2 separate regions of the Mus musculus genome follow, and region 1 is linked to region 2. The links are chromatin contacts, called in public HiChIP or PLAC-seq maps. All regions are on one chromosome and are shown on one strand. Each heading gives the region's core, a stretch centred on a gene start, on an enhancer-like site or on the middle of the called end of the contact. The rest is flanking DNA. Distances are from core to core; before and after follow the strand shown.

Region 1 (5,038 bases), core at 200-2,699, 250 kb before region 2:
TTCCTAACTTATACTCTGCCCAGGCAGAGTATTAGATAACCCTGGGGGCTTCCAAACTTACACCTGCACAGGCATAGTGTGAGACAACCCAGGGGCCTTCCTAAATAATACTCTAATCAGGCAGAGTATTAGACACCCCTGGGGGCTTCCTAACTTACTCCTGCACAGGCATAGTGTGAGACAACCCAGGGGCCTTCCTAACTTATACTCTAATCAGGCAGAGTATTAGACAACCCTGGGCCTTCCTAACTTACACCTGCACAGGCAGAGTGAGAGACAACCCAGGGGTCTTCCTAACTTACAGTTGCACAGGCAGACTCTGAGACAACCCAGGGGACTTTCTAACTTACACTCTGCTCATGTTTCGTTTGAGACAACACTGGGACCTTCCTAACTTACTCCTGCTCAGGCAGAGTGTGAGACAACCCTGGGCCTTCCTAACTTACAGTTGTACAGGCAGATTCTGAGACAACCCAGAGACCTTCCTAAATCATACTCTAATCAGGCAGAGTATTAGACAACCCTGGGCCTTCCTAACTTACACCTGCACAGGCAGAGTGAGAGACAACCCAGGGGCCTTCCTACCTTACTCCTGCTCAGGCAGAGTGTGAGACAACCCTGGGGCCTTCCAAACTTTCAGTTGCACAGGCAGAGTCTGAGACAACCCAGAGACCTTCCTAAATCATACTCTAATCAGGCAGAGTATTAGACAACCCTGGGCCTTCCTAACTTACACCTGCACAGGCAGAGTGAGAGACAACCCAGGGGCCTTCCTACCTTACTCCTGCTCAGGCAAAGTGTGAGACAACCCTGGGGCCTTCCTATCTTACTCCTGATCAGGCAGAGTGTGAGACAACCCTGGGGCCTTCCTAACTTACTCCTGCTCAGGCAGAGTGTGAGACAACCCTGGGGCCTTCCAAACTTTCAGTTGCACAGGCAGAGTCTGAGACAACCCAGAGACCTTCCTAAATCATACTCTAATCAGGCAGAGTATTAGACAACCCTGGGCCTTCCTAACTTACACCTGCACAGGCAGAGTGAGAGACAACCCAGGGGTCTTCCTAACTTACAGTTGCACAGGCAGACTCTGAGACAACCCAGGGGACTTTCTAACTCATACTCTGCTCATGTTTTGTTTGAGACAACACTGGGACCTTCCTAACTTACTCCTGCTCAGGCAGAGTGTGAGACAACCCTGGGGCCTTCCAAACTTACAGTTGTACAGGCAGAGTCTGAGACAACCCAGAGACCTTCCTAAATCATACTCTAATCAGGCAGAGTATTAGACAACCCTGGGGCCTTCCTAACTTACACCTGCACAGGCAGAGTGAGAGACAACCCAGGGGCCTTCCTAACTTACAGTTTTACAGGCAGAGTATGAGATAACCCTGGGGACCTACTAACATACTACTGCTCAGGCAGAGTGTGAGACTACCCTGGGGCCTCCCTTCCTTACACCTGCCCAGGCAGAGTGTGAGACAATGCAGGGCCCTTCCCAACTTACTCTGCTCAGGCAGAGTGTGAGACGACCCTGGGACCTTCCTAACTTACACCCTGCTCAGGCAGAGTGTGAGACAACCCTGGGGGCTTCCTAACTTTCTCCTGCTCAGGCAGAGTGTGAGACAACCCTGGGGCCTTCCTAACTTACTCCTGCTCAGGCAGAGTGTGAGACGACCCTGGGGCCTTCCTAACTTACACCCTGCACAGGCAGAGTGTGAGACAACCCTGGGGCCTTCCTAACATAATCCTGCTCAGGCAGAGTGTGAGACAACCCTGGGGCCTTCCTAACTTACAGTTGCACAGGCAGAGTGTGAGACAACCCAGGAGCCTTCCTAACTTACACTCTGATCAAGCAGAGTGAGACAAACCTAGGGCCTTTCTAACTTTACACCTGCACAGGCAGAGTGTGAGACAACACTGGGGCCTTCCTAACTAACAGTTTCACAGGCAGAGTATGAGACAACCCAGGGGGCCTTCCTTACCAGCAGGCTTTCCTCCGTGTTTAACGTGTCTGTGAGAAGCAATAGGCCAAAGGCTTCTGTGACGTACTTGGTCACCAGCCTCCTCTTCTTGTCCAAGATCCTTTTCCTAATATATTCTCTTAACTTGGGGATCTCTGCAATTCAAAACCAGCACAAATAATATCGAAACATTTGTCACAATAGAATTCATAAAGGAAGTCAATGAAACAGTTGCCCTGAGTTGGGGAACTTGTTGTACTTCTGCTTTAAGCATCATTCATTCACCCATATGTACATCTGTTAAGACCTGTGCAGCCATAGTCCCTGTTAGTCTTAGGCTAAAACCCAACTTAAACCCTCATCTAGTTACCAAGAGCACTCAGATACGCATGGGTCTCAAGATTCTCAGCTTTCCTTTGTGCTCAGGGCCAAGACACTCTCAGTCTGGTTTTCCCTTTCATCTTTGCACATGGGGATTATTGGCTCTTCATTTAGACTCAAAAATATTCAGAGAAAGGAACCATGGCCTTCTATTTTCTCCGCCTCCCAGAAACACATGTGATATACATCTGTTAACGATGCCTGATGCTAATAGCTGGGTACTGAAGAATCACAAGCCACACACCAAGGAAATGACAACCCAATGCCTTGACTTTTACTCTTACTAACTCTGGTAAAATTTGGATGAGAGAAAAATTTTGGTCTCAGACACACAATGCAAGGAGGAAAAAAGTGATTATATGTGCACACAGACACGCAGCACAAAATACATGCTCATAGGTATAAACACTGTAGTTAAGTGGGAATAAAACTTTGCTACGGCAAGAGAATTTCTAGAGCAGGGTGCTTAGAGCGCCAAGCCTATTCTTTCAGATGTTAGTGTTTGAGGTTAAAAAATAGAAATTACCACTTTCTTCCTCAGTCAGGATGGTCCGCTGCCAGTACTCATGGGCACTGACCGTGTACACCAGATCTGAGGCTTCCAGAACCTTGGAGTCAGCTGGCAGTTTTCTCTGCAGCAGGGGAGACATGTAGAGAGCAGAATAGGTCAAGTGTGGGCAAAGAAGCACCACAGAAGCCCCAAGGGAACTCTCAGCAAACTCACTGAGTGCCTTAGGGAGCAGATATGAAGTGTGTGTGTGTGTGTGTGTGTGTGTGTGTGTGTGTGTGTGTGTGTGTGTGTGTGCGTGCGTGCGTGTGTGTACACGCACTTGTGCACAAACACATGCATGTCGAGGTCAGGGGTCGACGTTAAATATGTTCCTTAATTACTTTCCCCATTGTTAGGATTACGATCAGGATTAGGATTACTATCGAAGTCTGAACCCGAAGTGCACAGATTTGGGTATAGTGGTTGGCAGCGTGCCTCAGGCCAGGATTTCAGGCACCCACTATCACTCTCAGCTTTTTATGTGGGTGCTGGGGGATCTGAAGCCAGGACCTCCTATTTGCATAGTAAGGACTTTACCAAGTAAGCCACCTCCCCAGTCAAAATTATTTCTATTGTTAAGTGTTGCCAGCTGTCCACTATTAGCAAGGTCACAAAGAAACTGATCTCTGGACAATATTCTCTTAACTGTGAAATTAAGGTTTCAATTATAGCAGGAAACGCATAGCAAAAATTACTCAAATGTAAGCACGCAGAAGAGGATCCTGTTTAGAAAAAAATGAATGTTCATAAGTAACGTGGGATTGGGGGTGGAGCTCAGCAGTGGAGTGTGGCTTTAGCATGTGTGAGGCCCTGGGCAAAGACCCAGAACCTAACGCTGAAAGCACAAAAGTATGTATTGTTGGCAGTGGTCACTGGAACCACCAGATTCCCGCTCCTGAGCGCTGGCTGTCATGTGCCTTCCCGCCTCTGCCTGAGTGGGGTGGGCAGATACACTTAAGATGCTGGAGGTGCTCAGAGCACCCCCACAGAGTACATAGTGCAAATCAGAAGGGTGAGGTGCTACTGTTTTGTTTTGTTCTAAACAACTGGTTTTAAAACATTTCCCAGCACAAAGGCTGGCAAAGAAATGTCCTATAAAAAACAAACTTTCCTCATATCCTATAAAAGTTAAAGTTTCTTTTTAAAACAGCTTTTTTTTAAACAAATTCTTTGAGAATTTCACTCTGTGTGTGATGATCCTATATACCCACAACTCCTAACTCCTTCCAGACCCACAAAAGTTCCTTACTGAATAATCATACTCATTTTAACTCATTTTAAAGATTTATTTATTATTATTATATCTAAGAACACTGTAGCTGGCTTCAGACACACCAGAAGAGGGCATCAGATCTCATTACGGATGGTTGTGAGCCACCATGTGGTTGCTAGGATTTGAACTCAGGACCTTCAGAAGAGCAGTCTGTGCTCTTAACCACTGAGCCATCTCTCCAGCCCAGAGTAATTTATTTTTAATGCTGAGATATATACCTGTTACACTAGATTCTCTAGGATTTTATCATGAAGACATGTTGGATTTTGTTAAAGAATTTTTCTGTGTCTGATGAGATGACCATGTGGTATTTGTCCTTGAGTCTCTTAGGTGATAAACTACAATATTGATTTACATATGTGACCCATCCCTGAGTCTCAGGGATGAAGGGGCTTTGTTTGGTGGCTGATTTTTTTTAATGTGTTCTTGAAGGCGGTTTATAAGAATTTTACTGGTTCAGCTTTAATTTCAAAGTCTCTAAGCAGACTATGTTCTCATTTAACACTAAAAAGATTCTTTTGTTTACAAAAGAGCCTGGAGACTTAAAACTGAAGTATAAGTTTGGTATCAGATTCTCTGAAGTAATTAATGGTTTAGGAGGTGGGATTATTGTGACGTGATTAAGCCCTGAGGGTGGAGTCCTTATGAATGAAGATTTTAACCAATGGAGGTTCAACGTGGCTAGCAAATTGGTCCAACACTTAGCCCTTAGCTGGGATCTGCATGGGTTGCAAAATCAAAAGTGTTTGCATGCCAAGAACTGCAGAAAACTGCACACTGGCACATTGCAGCCCAGATCCCAACTCATGCAAATCAATTTGCTACATTTATTAGCAGTAAACATAGTGAACTGAGCACTGAAATACTATGCCT
Region 2 (5,097 bases), core at 2,328-4,827:
GGCAGCCAGGCGATGGTGGAGCACTCCTTTGAGCCCAGCTCTCTGCAGGCAGAGGCAGACGGATCTCTGCGTTCAAGGCCTGCCTGGTCTGAGTTCCAGGACAGCCAGGGCTACACAGAAAGCCAGTCTCAAAAAGAACAAAAGAATGAATTAACAAATGGAGTGGTGGGAAGGGGGAAGGGAAGGGAGGGGAAGGGAGGGGAGGGAGGGGAGAAAGGAAAAGCCAGTTCTCTGCTCAAAGTCTGTAATCTGATATACTGGCAGCTTGATCAGGAGTCCCCAAGAAACAAAGCAAGAATATGGCATGCAGAATCTCCAAGTTAGGTGGCTGGTGCCTTCACACTCTGAGAACTTTGTGACTACAAATTAAAAATAAAAGGTGCCCCAGATAAATGGCTTTTAAACTGCAGCCACCGGTCAGGCTGTGTGACCCAGTGTAGAGTGTCCCTGGTGTAAGAGAGGCCCTAGGTTCAAGAACAGGCACAGGAAAAAAAGGAGCACAGAGCAAAAGAAAGCTAACGTGTAATGTCACTGACTGACAACAGGTGGCAGTACTAATACAGAGAAACCAGCAGTCCTTTGCTTGCCCTCCCTTCCCCCAAAAGAAACCCAGGAGCTTTGCTGAGCCGGAAGTTTGGGGTTTCTAGTACTGAAAATGAAGCCGGCGGTGTTTCCAAACCTTGGTTCCCAGTCTTCAGAAAGAACCTGAGATGTTTGGGCAACAAACTCTGACGCTGTTTTTGGAAGCCTGTCTTCTTTTTAAAGAATGCTCTTCTGTTGGTTGGTAAGCCTGTACCTTCCAGAAGCCAGAGAGATCTGCGCAAATAGGCAACTCTGCTCCTGGCCTGCTTCCACAGGCTGGCTACTTTCTCCAAAAATCCACTCAAAAACACACATTATGCTTTCAGGATTCAGAAGTAATGGGGCAATAATGACAGAAGTTGGCCGGAAAGATGGGTAGAGGAGCAAAGTCACACCTATTTTGGAAGTGCTAGCTGGTCAATTGGCATGGCGGGTCTCACCCTGCCTCCTAGTATGCACGCACCCTCCAGCTGGCCTCTTTCAGGACCCTCTTCCCCCACCAGGAAGCTTTCTTGAGAAATACTCATGGTTCCAGAACCAGCCAGCCTTCTAATTTGCCACGTGACTCTTTTCTGTGGCAGCAGAGAAAATTAGGAAACCTGTATTGTAAAGTAACGAGGACTGGATTTCAGCATGTAGCTAAACGCTGCCTTTCCGGTTTTACGTTCTCCACTTACAGATCCCTTGATGGGTCATAAACTCATAAAGTGGTCTCAGAACGTCCTAAGGGGCATCTGGAGTCCCAAATGCTGTCCATAGGAAAGGGATCGCTTATGTGCTTTGGTCAACGACCAGCCTCAGCAAACGCATCCTGATGTGCTAATGGCCTTTAATGCAGACATCTGCTCTCCGTTACCTAACTGAACCTGACAGAACAGTAAAACAAACTCGATGGTCCAGAATCACAAACTGCCATTCATCACATGATGGCTACTGGACAACGGCCTCTCTCTCTCTCTCTCTCTCTCTCTCTCTCTCTCTCTCTCTCTTTCTCTCAGCACACGTCTGCAAGTGCACAGAGCTGCATCTGACGGCTGTGCCTCTCACCACCCAGGGGCATTGCGGCATGCCATGACATCACCCAGCAGCACTTCCAGGACACAGGTCAGAAGCCAGCGGCTTATTACACAACGCATGGGACTTGTGTCAGAGTTGAGGAGGTGAGGTTTACAGCGAGGTTTCTAACTGCAAAAGCCCTGACGTTCACCAAGTTGATGATGAGGGTTGAAATGAAGACAAGAGGCTCCTATTAAACCCCTGTTTTCGTGTCTTTACAGAGATCTCACACCCAGCGCATACACAGTAGCCTGAGTTTTTAGTACTTAATATCCTGGGTACCGTCCTCATCTTTTACTGGAGAACTACCAGGTTTCTTTTTTTTTTTTTCCTTTAAATCTTTAATGTTTTAACTTGAATTTCTTTTCAATGTTATTTTCTAAATTCAACCAGAAGACAGAAGTTTGTCAGGAAACCGTGTCTCCTGTTTCCAGCAGATCTCCACCAGCATCTCTTTCCACACATGACTAGCAAGTATCTCGGCTGATAGGTGCAGTGTACACCTGTGTGTTGACAGTGATTATGAGCAAATACATTCATATAACCATTGTGGTTCACAGGCCGCCATTTGCACTTTGTCACATCCCATCCCCATTAGCTGGTGGTTCTCAGCCTTTGAGGGAAAAACAAAACAAAACAAAAAACCAACAGCAACAAAACTTAACCTACTTGGGTTTTTTTCTCCCCAGAGACAGGAGAAAACCCCACCTGGTTTAAGTTAGAAACCCCAGTAAGGGGGCTGGAAAAAGGACTTAGCAGTTCATAGAATGAACTGTCTTACAGAAGACTCAAGTTTGATTCCCAGCACCTATGTCACTCATGGGAGCTCTGACGGCATTGTTCTGCTCTCTCTTTGGACAACTGCACTCACGTGCACACACCCAGTCACACACACACATAATTAGAAATAAAAATAAATCAAGAAGAAGAAGACGACGACGATGACGACAACGAAATCCCAGTGAGGGTTAACCCAAAGCCTCTGATCTCAGCCATCCATCCAGCTCTTTGGTGTGTGTGCACATTCTGGGGACATGTGTGGGTAGGAGGGCAACCTCAGGCGTCTGTCCTCACCACCCACCCGTGTACCCTAGGCTAGGGACGCTCACCCTGCTGCTCTTTCACTCTATCTTGTTGTAGAAGCTGGGGGAACAGATTTGAGCTACCACACTGTTTCACTGAGTTGGAGGGACTTGGGCACAGCTCTTCGTACCTGTACAGAGAGCGCTTCCTAGCTATCTCCCCAACTCCTATAGAATGGGAGCATATACATTTAAGAGTTTCATACCATACTCTTGAGATGCACAGCACTGCACATCTATTAGCGGTCTACTTGGTATTTCTAAATCCACTGGCCTCAGGCTGGTGAGTGAGTGACAACCTGCGTCTGACACACTTGGTAGAAAGAAAGAAAGAACTAAGTCCTGCAAACTGTTGACCTAGATACATGTACTGTGACATGCACACCCACACCCAAAACTTAAATAAATAACATAGAATTTTTAAAATTGCAAATCAGCTGTCCAGATAGTAAAGTTTGAATTCTTGGGGCATTCTAACTATTGTATTTTTCTAAAGGTTTAAAAAAAAAAGTGACATTTAAATAAAAATCAGCCAATCAAGAATCAGGGCTGGACCCCTCTCCACAACATCCGGTAATGGAGCATGGGGCCTCTTACTGTTGTGAGTAACAGATGTAACAGGATCATGGAAGGGAAGAATAATGATCTCAAGTAACAGAGCCATTTTCATACTCCAGCGATGGGCCAGAGCAGCAGGTCATCCGATCCGGTTTCCAGCAAATAACAAATGAATCTGATCAGCAAATATGCCCGTGGGTCTCATGGCCCAGCTGGCATTCAACGGGGTGACAGAGGCGGTTCAGTGCTGCTGAGGGAAAGGAAGGAGTTCACAGCTCTCCCCAGCAACAGGCGCCCCGCCCCGCCCCGCACCGCCCCATTCCGCCCCTCCTCCCAGTTCTCACAGAAACACAGCACCCTTTGTTCCTAACTGTCCTGCTGGCTTGACTCTCTAGAACAAGACAGTGATCAGCACAGAGCCTAGCACCCAGGAAGGGCTCTCATCTGAAAACCTCAAACACCAAGAGCTCGTGTATAGTGTCATAACATTGAAAATTCCACACGTGACTACATGTGAAAACACGGGCATGTTAAAAATAACGTGCAAGGAGCTCCAGAGACCACCTGGCAGTTAAGAGCAGTCTCTCACATAAGATCAGGATTCATTCACTCAGCTCCCAGCACCCACGTGGCAGCTCACAACCAACAGGTCCAGGAGATCCAACCACCCTCCTGACCTCAGAGGCCACTAGTTATGCACATGACACATACATACATGTAAGCATTCATACATACATACATACATACATACATACATAAACATGCACAGTGAGCGAGAAATGGTAAAATTATGTTTAAGGTATGTGACTATGAAACAGATGACTCGGGGTTCAGACACGGATTTCTGCAGATGTTCCCAGTTTGGGGGCAGGGTGGAATAACTGATAAGCTTCTCTTCCCAGAAGCCTCTGCTGAAGAATATTCAACCAGCAGCGCTGGGACTACAGAGCCTTTTGCAGACTGTCATACTTTGCTTGTCACTCAAGGTTTGTTATTTCAATCAAATCTTCTCAGGGCCCAGATTCAAGAATAGTTTGGGGCCGGGAAAAATGGCTCAGTGGTTAAGAGTACTTGCTTCCAGCAGAGGATCCTGTGGAGTTCCCAGAACCCACATGGCAATGCACGACCATCTATAATTCCAGTTCTAGGGGATTTGATGCCCTCTGCAGGCCTCCTTGAGCACTGCATGCAAGTGATACAGGCAAAACACTCATACACATAAAACAAATAAAATTGCAAATGAAACAAAAAAATAGTTCTAAAAAGGACCTGCTGCTTCCCCTGACGTGAAGGTAGACATCAAAGCAAGGCAGAAGGCTGGAAAGAGGACCCTGCTGTTAAGGGCATTTGCTGCTCTTGCAGAGGACCCAGGTTCAATTCCCAGCACCCACATGGCAGCTCACAACCCCAATTCCAAGGGTTCTTGTGCCTTCTTATGGCCTCTGTGGGTATTGCACACATGTATAAACATACATGCGTATAGGCAAAACACTCATACACATTTTTAGAAAAAGTAAAGCAGTTTTTTTGGTTGTTAGACATATTTTAATGTGTCTGAGTGTTTTATATGTGTACCATGTCCGTGCCTGGCTCCCACAGAGGTCCGCAGACAATATCTGATCACCTAGAACTGGCGTCCCAGATAGACGCGAGCCAACATATGGAGACTGAAAACAGAACCCAGGATCTCTGCAAGAGCAACAAGTGTCCTTATCCACTGAGCCATCTCTCCCGCCCAAGGCAGGGCCTTAGACAGCACTCAAACTCTGCTCTAAGACTGATTTCATAAGAGGCAGGCCTTATAGTGCAGGCAGGGTTG

The links. HiChIP or PLAC-seq counts read pairs in DNA pulled down with a chosen protein or histone mark.
Region 1: a contact with region 2 is called in an H3K27ac HiChIP or PLAC-seq map of embryonic stem cells, with 3 times the contacts expected there. The contact joins two enhancer-like sites. A contact is called at or near these places in 4 of 115 datasets of contacts at active chromatin or transcription factors (embryonic stem cells, large pre-B cells and pancreatic cancer cells).

The regions. Positions count from the first base shown.
Region 1 is chr14:65,621,097-65,626,134 of GRCm38.p6, reverse strand. It overlaps Nuggc (nuclear GTPase, germinal center associated), which reads right to left. Exons shown (of 19, transcript NM_001195674.2): 11 at 2,869-2,974; 12 at 1,983-2,116. Among named protein-coding and RNA genes, the nearest start is that of Gm30245, 4.3 kb to the right of the region's middle. Within about 2 kb of position 1,449, at least 48 of the 459 cell types and tissues checked have an H3K27ac peak or open chromatin away from gene starts, as enhancers often do. A contact at or near this core is called in embryonic stem cells, where this site is marked.
Region 2 is chr14:65,377,236-65,382,332 of GRCm38.p6, reverse strand. The region is part of intron 1 of Zfp395 (zinc finger protein 395); the gene reads right to left. Among named protein-coding and RNA genes, the nearest start is that of Zfp395, 21 kb to the right of the region's middle. Within about 2 kb of position 3,577, at least 22 of the 459 cell types and tissues checked have an H3K27ac peak or open chromatin away from gene starts, as enhancers often do. A contact at or near this core is called in embryonic stem cells, where this site is marked.